Regions from separate parts of the Danio rerio genome. Here region 1 is linked to region 2. Evidence: chromatin contacts called from public Hi-C data. All regions are on one chromosome and are shown on one strand. Each heading gives the region's core, a stretch centred on a gene start, on an enhancer-like site or on the middle of the called end of the contact. The rest is flanking DNA. Distances are from core to core; before and after follow the strand shown.

What was found. Hi-C and Micro-C count contacts between places; a contact is called where the count stands out from the background.
Region 1: a Hi-C map of an unstated tissue shows a contact between it and region 2, with 3 times the contacts expected there. The contact joins two enhancer-like sites. A contact is called at or near these places in 2 of 18 Hi-C or Micro-C datasets (caudal fin and an unstated tissue) and 1 of 4 datasets of contacts at active chromatin or transcription factors (caudal fin).

What each region holds. Positions count from the first base shown.
Region 1 is chr8:3,157,529-3,164,123 of GRCz12tu, reverse strand. No RefSeq gene overlaps it. Among named protein-coding and RNA genes, the nearest start is that of si:dkey-178e17.3, 6.5 kb to the right of the region's middle. Within about 2 kb of position 2,488, at least 10 of the 62 cell types and tissues checked have an H3K27ac peak or open chromatin away from gene starts, as enhancers often do.
Region 2 is chr8:3,068,074-3,073,810 of GRCz12tu, reverse strand. It overlaps snap29 (synaptosome associated protein 29), which reads right to left. Exons shown (of 6, transcript NM_001256256.1): 4 at 4,980-5,065; 5 at 2,542-2,646; 6 at 2,101-2,462. The coding sequence ends at 2,302. Among named protein-coding and RNA genes, the nearest start is that of snap29, 11 kb to the right of the region's middle. Within about 2 kb of position 2,545, at least 3 of the 62 cell types and tissues checked have an H3K27ac peak or open chromatin away from gene starts, as enhancers often do.

The DNA of each region.
Region 1 (6,595 bases), core at 1,239-3,738, 90 kb before region 2:
TAGTTTCAGTCAACATGTAATGCAAATGTACTAATTTTATATGTATATAGTACTCTGTATCTGTACACTTCAGTCACTCTAATCTTTCATCAATCGCCATAACCTGCCCTGCGCTCTTGAAAGACTTTTCTTCACTTCTGGTCACATGGAAAGCTTTTAAGGTGGGACAATCCTTCTTTTTGGGTGGGACTATTACATGCATAATTTAGAGCGGGACTAACAGACCTTTAGGGCGGGACTTTCTGTCCATTAGGGCGGGGCTATTGGTCTTTCTTTTGAAGCGAGACTAACAGTCCTTTAGGGCGGGACTATCTGTCCAATAGGGCGGGGCTATTTTCTTTAATTTAGAGCGGGACTAACAGACCTTTAGGGCGGGACTATCTGTCCAATAGGGCGGGGCTATTTTCTTTAATTTAGAGCGGGACTATGTCCATTAGGGTGGAGCTATTGGTCTTTAATTTAGAGCGGGACTAACAGACCTTTAGGGCGGGGCAATTGGTCTTTCTTTTGAAGCGAGACTAACAGTCCTTTAGGGCTGGGCTACCAGTCTTTTAGGGCAGGGCTACCTGTCCATTAGGGCGGGGCTATTGGTCTTTCTTTTGAAGCGAGACTAACAGTCCTTTAGGATGGGGCTATTGGTCTTTTAGAGCGGGACTACCTGTCTTTTAGGGCAGGGCAATTGGTCTTTTAGAGTGGGACTGGCAGTCCATTAGGGCGGGGCTATTGGTCTTTAATTTAGAGCGGGACTAACAGTCCTTTAGGGCAGGGCTATCTGTCCATTAGGGCGAGGCTATTGGTCTTTTAGAGCGGGACTACCAGTCTTTTAGGGCAGGGCTATCTGTCCATTAGGGCGGGGCAATTGGTCGTTTAGAGTGGGACTAACAGTCATTTAGGGCGGGACTATCTGTCCAATAGGGCGGGGCTGTTTTCTTTAATTTAGAGCGGGACTAACAGTCCTTTAGGGCGGGACTATGTCTATTAGGGCGGGGCTATTGGTCTTTTAGAGCGGGACTACCAGTCTTTTAGGGCAGGGCTATCTGTTCATTAGGGCGGGGCTATGGGTCTTTCTTTTGGAGCGAGATAAACAGTCCTTAAGAGTGGGACTATCTGTCCATTAATGCAAGACTAATGGTCTTTAATTTAGAGCGGGACTAACAGTCGTTTAGGGCGGGGCTATCTGTCCAATAGGGCGGGGCTGTTTTCTTTAATTTGGAGCGGGACTAACAGTCCTTTAGGGCGGGACTATGTCCATTAGGCCAGGGCTATTGGTCTTTTAGGGCGGGACTACCAGTCTCTAGGGCGGGGCTATCTGTCCATAAGGGCGGGGCTATAGGTCTTTCATTTAGAGTGGCACTGACAGTTTTTTTAGAGTGGGAGTATCTGTCCAATTAGGGCGGGGCTATTGGTCTTTCATTTAGAGCGAGACTAACAGTCCTTTAGGGCAGGGCTATCTTTTAGAGCCGGATTAGCAGTCCTTTAGGGTGAGACTATCTGTTCATTAGGCCAGGGCTATTGGTCTTTTTTTTGGGGTGGGACTATATGTCCATTGGGTCTTTCTTTCAGGGTGTCAGTCCATTAGGGTGGGGCTATTGGTCTTTCTTTTAGGGCGGGACTAACTATACTTTAGTGTTTAGTGTTTCTCACTCTCATCATCTGAAATATTCTGCACCAGAGGGCGCCGACGGTGATTCCAGTGGACATTAATTCTCCACAACTGTACAATCTGACATTTAAATCTTCCTTTATAGTGTTAGCACCGCTCCTCTTCCAACAATTGGCACTAACAGTTTTTTAGAGTGGGATTATCTGTCCAATTAGGGCGGGGCTATTGGTCTTTCATTTAGAGCAAGACTAACAGTCCTTTAGAGCAGGGCTATCTTTTAGAGCCAGATTAGCAGTATTTAGGGTGAGACTATCTGTTCATTAGGCCGGGGCTATTGGTCTTTTTTTGGGGGGGTGGGACTATCTGTCCATTGGGTCTTTCTTTTAGGGTGAGACTAACAGTCCTTTAGGGGGGGAGGGGGGGTATAGGTCTTTCTTTTAGGGTGGGACTAACAGTAATTTAGTGTTTCTCTCTCTCATCATCTGAAATATTCTGCACCAGAGGGCGCCGACGGTGATTCCAGTGGACATTAATTCTCCACAACTGTACAATCTGACATTCAAATCTTCCTTTATAGTGTTAGCACCGCTCCTCTTCCAACAATTCACTAGTTCCCAAAGGGGAAAATCATGCACCGCGCTACATTTTTTCCCTCATTTTAGACTGGGTATCCCAGTCCAAATTCAAAATATTGGATGTTTTTTTTCCAAAAACACCTCATGTGTATTTTTATAACTGAATCTGCGTCTCATTTCAGGGTCAGTTTCTGTCCCTCAAGAAACTGCAAGACTAAAATGAAATCTGCTGTGCTTTACAACAAGGCAACCCAGAGTACTCAAATATAACTGGTTGAAGTGGCAGTGGGCGGAGTTACTGAGATCAAAACAAAGACAGACATTCTGACATGAAGCACACGTTCTCAAAGCAGAACATTTCCAGATAACCCAGCACAGGTATGTGCATTTGACATGTTTCTGAAATATCTGCCATCATATTATGGTACAAAAGAGTCAAACACACCGCAGCTTTACAGCTATATTTGAAATGTTCTTGTGAATGTGTGTTTGTATGGTTGTTAGGGTGTTGCTGTGGCCCGTGCTCTTCCGGTGACCCTCATCTCTGCTCAGCAGGAACAATACAGTGCAGCACTGCTCAGATTCTCACTGTCAGAATGAAGGATTGCTGGACTTCTGTCTTTTCTTCTGGATGAAAGATGCAGCGTCTCGTCTCCTGTCTGTCTGTCTGTCTGACACACACACACACACAGAAACACACACTGATGAGAGATTCCTCCTCTCTTTATGTGCGGCTACAATGCCTCTTTTGTTAGAAACATGGAAAGGAATCTCTCTGCTGTCTCTCTCTTGTCTTCTTGAGTCTCAGGATGGCCAGCAGTAGTAAAATATGACTGAATGTGTGTGTGTGTGTGTGTGTGTGTGTGTGTGTGTGTGTGTGTGTGTGTGTGTGTGTGTCTATTGTTTATCTTCTGAGCGCTGTTGAACTGCTGTCTCAAACACCCACAGCAGATGTTTTATGGTGTCGTCCTGACTGACACACACAAGCTCTGATGCGCGAGGAAACCTCATTCACACTCAGACACACACACCGAAGGATGGACAGTTTCTCTGACATATGCACTCTTGAAAAATGCTGGGTTGTCAATACCCAATGTTGGGTCAAATATGGACAAATTCAACTGTTGGGTTAAAAAGTGTCATGTAAATTTAAATGAAAAAACAATTCATCGTTGGGTCCATATTTGACCCAACATTGGGTTATGACAACCCAGCATTTTTTGAATGTGTTGTCTTAGGGTGCTTTCACACCTACACTTTTGTTTCGGAACGTATCTTTTTTGCCCAGTTAGCGCGGTTCGTTTGGCATATGTGAACAGGGCAATCGCGCTTTGTTCCGCGCCAAAGTGATCGCTTGAATGAGGTGGTCTCGGCTCGATTGAAACGAACCCTGGAGCGGATCAATTGAAGTGAGAAAGCGATCCGATCCGAGCGCGGTTATATCACAGTGTTTTATGGATATGTAATAGGCTTACGGCTATATGAAGAGAGAATTATGAGCATGGCGGGAAGTTTCGCGAGTCTCCAGATGCCCGCATACAAGTGATGATCTCCCGGTAATCTCGCGTCTCCCTCCCGGTCCTCAAATAGGCATCGTCACGCACCCTTCTCACCCCTCCCCACCGCATCTCTCCTCAGACACGTCGCGCGCGCACCCTGTCAATCACCACCAAACCACCACCTCTCCTGACAGCTGAGCGGGACACTGCAAAATAAACCCTGACACTGACCAATGTAAGGAGAGTTTACTCGCACGTGACTTGTTTTAGCTCTTTTGGTCCGATTAGAAACTTTGCAGCGTGAAAGTGAACCGGTCCAAGAGCAAAGAGCAACAATGTAACAATTGTAATCTCTGTTTCTGAACAACTGAATCGATTCACAGGTGTGAAAGCACCCATAGTGATGTTTGATTATAAACTATTTTCGAGAGGATCAAGTGCTTATGATTGATCACAGCTGGTCCTGCATCAACTACACATATCGCACCAATCAGATGAGGAATATAAGCTGCGTCCCAAATCGCATACTTATGCACTATTCTACGCCATTTTGTAGTATAAATAGTGTAAGTAGTGTGTTCACACTGAAAACTCTAAAAATAATAAGTGCACTTTAAATACCCGGATGATGCACTCATTCAGCCGCTAAAATGAAGTGTGGAATGATGGACACTTCACGCACTCAACGACCGCAGGTTTGCTTATGTAGCGGAAGGGGCGGAGCTATCGGACGCACATGTTGGATAACTATTTATTTTGGATGGTGAAAGCAAAATTCTCTTACAAGAGTGATTATAGCGCCTCCCGGTGGTGAATGCGGTTATACTCATGGCAGGTATTATTTGATAAGTCGGTCGTTTATTTCACTGATTTGGCAACAGTCAAACGTCATCAGGGAAACGGTTTGAATTTCCGGTTAGTAAAAAAACATTAGTGTGCCATTTGGGACGCCACTACATACATATACTATCCTGTTGAGTGTGTAAGTGCATAAGTACTTAGTGCATGAGTGCATAGTGTAGAGTGTGCCATTTGGGACGCAGCTTTTGTTTTTTCACTTCAGCCATCTTCATCTTGAAGAATCCCCCATCCACTTCAACTCCTCCCCCTTCTCCTGATAGGGCTACACGGTGGCTCAGTGGTTTGCACTGTAGCCTCGCAACAAGAACGCCAATGATTTGAGCCCTTAGCAGGCCAGTCTTTGTTCTGTGTGGAGTTTGCATGTTCTCCCCATGCTCACTTGGGTTTCCCTCAGGTTCTCTGGTTTCCTCTCACCGTCCAAACACATACAATATCAATAAATTGACTATTCTAAAGTGTCCTCATGGACAAACTCTTACACCCCGTTCACACGGGGCTTGAGCGTCAATGCTTGACAGAGGGCGTGTCTGAAGTTGGGGCTGACGCGATCGTCATAGCAGCGTTAGCCAATGAAATTAGTCGGCAATAGGCCACTGTTTGAGCTGGTGTATTTGCATACAGCGATCTGATTGGCTGACGCTTCCATTGCAACTTGAAAAGTTGAGCTAGTCCCAACTTCTGCAGCCAGCAACGCCACTGAAGCAGCACCGACAGCTCCACAATGCAGTTCTGCAGCGCCTGACGTCAGCCATTCAAAGTGAATTGGAAGCATTGAAGCTGACGCCCCTTGTGAATGCGTCAAGTGATTGGTGTGACCCATGGTGCATGCAACGCGCATAGCTGTGCATTCATACTTCTTTGCGCTGTTTCTGTTGCTCTGCAATAACACTTCCGAAACACTAGTTGGCAGTGAGGTATTAATTTTCCTCCGTGTCGAGTTTCTTCGCTGCTGTTTTGTTTTTTCTGAACGCTTCCTTTAATGTACAAGTGGCTCAAACTTGCTTATTTTGAGGCAGGAATCGGCGGACGTGCAACAACTTTGACCATGAGGTAAACACAAAACAGAACTTTTCATCCTGAACTCCTTCACGGGACTCCACACTTGTAAACAGTCGCTCCATGTGGCTCGCACGGCTCTCGGTCCCGCCCACACTCGTCAGCTTGCGCTACTCATAGTTGCGACGTGTACACTGAAAAAAAATGCTGTCTGCAAAATTGTTGCAAACAATTTATTTGTGTTGAATTTAAACAAACAAATTACATTTAGTATTGTTTAACATAATTTGTTTGTTTAAATTCAGCCCAGATAAATTGTTTACAAGCCCTTAACTTAAATTTTTTTAGTAAATCCAAGGAATCATTTTTAAATTATTTTTTTCAGTGTAGTTACATTTTTTTGTGAGGTGCGCATCAGCGACGGTGATGGCCACGGCGAGGGCTATGCGTGCGCTTGACGCAGAAGTATAAATCAGCCTTAAGTCAGCTATCTATTCTTAACACGTTTTTAACCAGGGGAGTTCTCAAGATCTACCTGAGCTCAAACTCCGATCTCACCCTTCAAACGAGAGGGAGCCCCGGGCTCGAGGATCTTCTGAGCTCAGGGCTCTCTCCCGGGACAGCATGCCATTGAATATACTCGAATATACTCTAGAAAATCTTGCGTTATAGTGTGAATAAAATAGATTTTAAACTGTCCTGGTTTTAAGCATAACTTTAAAATATGGTCTCAAGATTTCTAAAAATAACAACTGTAATTTTGTTCTTAAGGAAATGCATAGTGTCTCAGTGGTTAGCACTGTCGCCTCACAGCAAGAAGGTTGCTGGTTTGAGCCCTGGCTGGGTCAGTTGGCGTTTCTGTGTGGAGTTTGCATGTTCTCCCCATGTTCACGTGAGTTTCCTCTGGGTGCTCCGGTTTCCCCCACAGTCCAAAGACATGCGCTATAGGGGAATTGATTAACTAAATTGGCCGTAGTGTATGAGTGTGTGTAAATGGGTGTTTCCCAGTACTGGGTTGCAGCTGGAAGGGCATCCGCTGTGTAAAACATATGCTGGAATAG
Region 2 (5,737 bases), core at 1,296-3,795:
CAATATCTTTGTCACTCTTAATCTGATAACCAAGACTGTACTAGCAGAAAAAACATGAAAAATGAGCATAAAGAATTATAAATATGTGTGATGAATGCAGATTTCACATTTTAAATACATTTTTAAACCCAATTTTGCACAGTTAAAGGGGCAGTTCACCCAAAAATATACATTTCATTTACTGGTTCAAAACCTTTATCAATGTCTTCTGTTGAACACAAAAGAAGATATTCTGAAGAATGTTGAGGTGGAAAAACAAATGTTGACATCTATAGTCAGATAAAAAAAAAATCAATTCTTCAGTATTCAGTAACGGCACAGTGCAATGCTGAGATGGATTAAATGTGAAAATTAAGGCAAAGCAATATCTTTCTCTCGTGATCTGATAACCAGGACCGTAATAGCACATAATGAGCAGAAAAATGAGCAGAAACACTTATAAAAATGTCTGATGAATGCAGATTTCACATTTATATATAACATTAAACCCAATTTTGCTCAGTTACCTTCTGTTGAACACAAAAGAAGATATTGTGAAGAATGTTGAGGAGGGAAAACAGACATTAACATCCATAGTAGAATCTAAACAATACTATGGAAGCCAATGGCTGTTATCTTTTCAGCATTCGTCAGTGTTTCTTCCTTTGTGTTTAACAGAAGAAAGACACCAGTAAATGATGACAATTTTATTTTGGAGTGAACTGTCTCTTTAAGGAGTGCAGTGATTGTGGTGTGCATGTCTGACACACTGTATTTTAGTTTTCTACAGGTAGCATGTTTAACTCAAAGCTTATAAACAGTTCATCCCTAAACCAGCTTATTTAAAATTCGAGTAACGTACTATGACTAATAAAGGCAAAACTCAATTTCCCACTCTGTATTTCTGTCTCGCTTTCCAGTAGAAATAACCGTGTACTCTCTTAAAGGGACAGTTCACACAAAAATTAAAATTCGGTCATCATTTACTCACCCTTGTTTTAAAACTTTATGATTTTCATTCTTTTGATAAACATTAAAAAATATATTTTGAAGAATGCTGAAAACTGGTAACCATTGACTTCCATAGTATCCGTTTTGATTTCTATGGAAGTCAATGGTTACCGGTTTTCAGCATTACTCAAAATATCTTCTTTTAGTGTTCAACAGAAGAAAGGAATTCAAAGGTTTGGAAACACTTGAGGGTCAGTAAAATTAAATTTCAGGGTGAACTATAACTTTAACAAACATAAAATCTGAGCACAGGGGGAAATACAATGGCACAGTGCAATGCTGAGATGGATTGAATGTGAAAATTACCAGGACCATACTAGCAGAAAAAAACATAGCATAAACACTCACACGCAAGTTCCAAACGCTTAATAATTTCTTTCTTCTGCTGAACACAAAAGAAGATATTGTGAAGAATGTTGGGGAGGAAAAACAGACATTAACATCCATACTATGGAAGCCAATGGCTGTTTTCTTCAGCATTCTTCAGTGTATCTTCTTTTGTGTTGACCAGAAGAAAGACACCAGTAAATGACGACAGAATTTTATTTTGGGGTGAACTGTCCCTTTAAGGATTGCAGTGATTGTGGTGTGCATGTCTGACAAACTTTGCTTTAATTTTTTTTACAGGGAACATTTTTAACTCAAAGCTTATAAACAGTGTAACCCTAAACCAGTATATTTACAATTTGAGTAAATTAGTGAGTAATGATTTTCTAATCTCCCACTCATTTTTTGTCTTGCTTTCCAGTAGAAACAACCATATATTCTCTTAAAGGGACAGTTCACCCAAAAATAAAAATTCGGTCATCATTTACTTTCCCTTTACTCGTTTCAAACCTTTATGATTTTCATTCTTTTCAAATTAGATATTTTAAAGAATGCTAAGAAAACGGTAACCATTGACTTCCATAGCATTTGTTTTTACTACTATGGAAGTCAATGGTTACCGGTTTTCAGCATTCTTCAAAACATCTTCTTTAGTGTTCAATGGAAGAAAAAAACTCGTAAAGGTTTTGAAACGCTTGAGGGAGAGTAAATAGTGAGTGAATGCTTTGTTTTGGGTGAACTGTTCCTTCAATAATCAATATTTGCATAAAAAAAAGACAACAATTTATCATCATTGTTACTATAATGTTTTTTTCTCACACCATCATGTGTTCTTCCTTAAGTCTCTTGTTTTGTTTTAATTTTCTCTGTCCAACACACTCCTCCTTATCTTGGAGAGAACTTGAGAAATGTTTTACGAGCGCACATGTTTTCAATTATGATCACCTTGGCCACGCCTCCAGGAAGTGACATCACCCCCTGAGTCTATTTAAGGCTTTTGAGCTGCCGGTTGGTGGAGCTGATCTTCCCGTCCATGGTGTCGGCTTTATTAAGCAGAGCGTCCAGAGAAATGTCCTGCTCATCGATCTCCGTCTGCAGGCCCAGACCCAGATTCTTCAGCCGGCCCAGACCCAGAGACATCTCATCTGGAGGACACAAACACACACTGTCACATCCGGACTCCTTGGATGGAGGTATGAGAGAAGCTGCTCTTGTGTTTCTCACCCAGGTTTCTGTCCAGCTGCTGGTGAGCGGCTCGCAGCTGTTTGTTTTTGGGAAATCCGTTCTGATCAGACGAGCCGTTATCAAGAGCAGCAGAAGCTCCGAATCCTGTTTAAACAAACATTGATGAGCACAAAACCAGTCATGGGGTAATCACTTTTTGGGAAACTGAGATTTATAAATCAGCTTTGCACAATATATGGTTACAGCATTGATGTTGCAGGGTGTAAATCTGCAATAGTCACATCGCAAGATCAGCAATGTCACGCTGGAATTATAGTTGATCATCACCACAGTTCAGAACATGATAATTGGGTTCAACCAGGCCCGGATTAAGAACTCAGGGGCCCCTGGGCACATTATCTTGTAAGGCCCCCTACCTGGCCGCACCCCTATAGTTGAATTAAAAAAATAAGAATAATATAATAATTTTTAAATGAAATGAATCTATAATTTGTTGCCCACATATTTAAATAAATGACATATAGTACATATGCATTTATAGTCTACAAAGATTTAAATGATTTTTCAAAGCATTAAATAAAAATACTAATAAAACTATATATATATATATACACACACACACACACACATATATACATATATATACATATATATACACACACATATATATATATATACACATATATATACATACATATACATTATATATATATATATATATATATATATATATATATATATATATATTTTTTTTTTTTTTTTTTTTTTTAAGGGTATTTTAATGTATTGCTTTTACAAACTTATAAAGCATATTATTGCCATGACATATAACACACAATGCTTCTCCAATCCAGTTCTATGAATCTGAGTTCTATGAATCTGAGTCTTTCATAATACAAACACTGGTTTACTGTCTCTCTCCTCCTCTCCCTGCATTTTCTCTACTCTTCTCGTGATGAAGACTTGATTATAAACCTAAAAGTATCCAAAATCACACACACTATACCTCTTCTCTCCCGTCTCTCTCCTCTTCTGGGCCTCTCTCTCTCTCTCTCTCTCTCTCTCTCTCTCTCTCTCTCTCCTTTTCTGTCTGTCTCTCACACGATGAATCCAGTCCGCGCTGCGCTGCCGTTAGCCTCCTTCGCCTGGTTAATGCTAGCTACTCATCATTTAAAGTTACCATAACGTCTTCTTCTGTACCCTCATTCTCCTGATCACGGGTCTGTTTAAAGAAGGTGTGTATGGAAAATGCCTCAATAAAGATGCCTCCTCTCCTCTTTCTGTCGCGTTTGCTAAATCCACTTGTCCACTCATTTTTGATCTATGACAGATATAACGTTACACTACAGTCCGCTCAGTTTAGTGCGGGTTATTACAAAACTGACGTTTCCGCGCTTGACCAATTACAGCATTCTGTTTAGTTAAAGAAAGAAAGGCAATTTAAATATAATAATAATATTAATATTTTTTTGCTCAGAGGAAATACAGTTGTCTGAGCAATATAGTTTTTGAAGAGAGGAAGACGCGGCAGGCGCCTATAATAAGGCTACACATTATTAAATACCCATGAGACACTTGTGACTTTATCACATTTGCATTATTTAAAAAAAATGTTTCTTTCCTGTTAAAAATAAATATATTTCCAATCTGATATGTAATGGGGAGAAAAAAAAAAAGTAGCAGGAGTTCAGCTGATGGTGGATTCGAACCGATATTATGATTAATCGCGTCAAAAGATGAGGCTGTGCGCCTTACAAGGTGAGCCACTGCGGCTGTGTCATTTTATAGCTCTTTACTCAACTTGTCTCTATCAATCAGGCATCGATAAGCGTAAACCCTGAATAGCTTGGTCCAACTAGATGCGCTATTTGCAATTAGCCAAAAAAGACACTCCGAAATTGTCTTTTTTTCTCCCCCCTCGCAGTGGCCCCTAGTGCGCACGGGCCCCTTGGCCTGTGCCCATAAGGCCCATAGGTTAATCCAGCCCTGGGCTCAATGCAAAGTTTAACCCTAAACATGGACTGAAAGATTTTCATTTGGATGCGTTTTTAAGACATGTGACTGTGTAAGATTTAAGAAAACATAAATGAGGAACACTGTGAGGAACACTTGACACACCCCTCACTGCACACCATCAATATGTAGCATGCAATGCACTGATAAAAAAAAAAATTAATCGGTGTTTGTAAATTGTTCTCGTGTAGTTTTCTCTGCATTTATACTATTCTGAACAGCAGACGTCAATTCATGTGCTTTGAAAAAAGAAAAAAAAAACACTGGGTCAAATATGAGCGAATCCATCTGCTGTGCAATTTAAATGAAATAATATTTTATATTTCACCAAATGTTGAGTTTGTTTTATTTGGCCTAAAATACCACTCAGCATTTTTAAGAGACTGAATCCTATCACTAGCTGATACTTGCTCTTAAGGGAAGAAAGTGTGTGTGTGTTGTTGTTGTTGGTGGTGTGTGTTTACCAGATGTTTCCAGTTTCCTGAGGTTTGGGTGACTGGCCTGATATTTGTCTTCTTGCTGTTTGCTCTCCGCAAGCGCCGTCTGTAGCCTAAAATCATCAGACATTCAAAAAATGACAAAGCAATTTATTGTAACATTTACATTTAGTCACTTAGGGTCAGTTCACCCCGAATTCACATTTCCTGATCATTTACTCGCACTAAAGTAAAAGTTCTAAACGTTTTATGAGTTTCTAACTTCTGCTGAACACAAAGGAAGATATTCTGAAGAATGTTGGGGAGAAAGCAGCCTTTGACATCCATAGTAGGAACAAAAATACTGTAGATGTCAATGGCTGTTTATTCCAGCATTCTTCAGGATATCTTCCTTTGTGTTCAACAGAAGAAATAATCCCAAACCGGTCTGGAACAAGAGGAGGATGAGGAAATGATGACAATTTTAAAACCATTTATTTGCTTAAAATGTATGCATCTGTGCTTATTCTGTAAGTTTAAACTTGAATAAAACTATTTAATTTGAAAGTTCCCTTCTTTAAATGGCTGTTTTTAGCTGGTTTACTTATTTTGTCAGCTGAAAGAACCGTCTTTCATCATTTATAAACAATGAAATAAATTATTATTGCACTAATTACTACTGCTAATTATGATAATAATTATCATTTCAATAGTATATTTAATTAGTATAAATTAGGTTTAAATGTTTAAACTCACAGCAAGAAGGTCACTGGTTCGAGTCCCGGCTGGGTCAGTTGGCGTTTCTG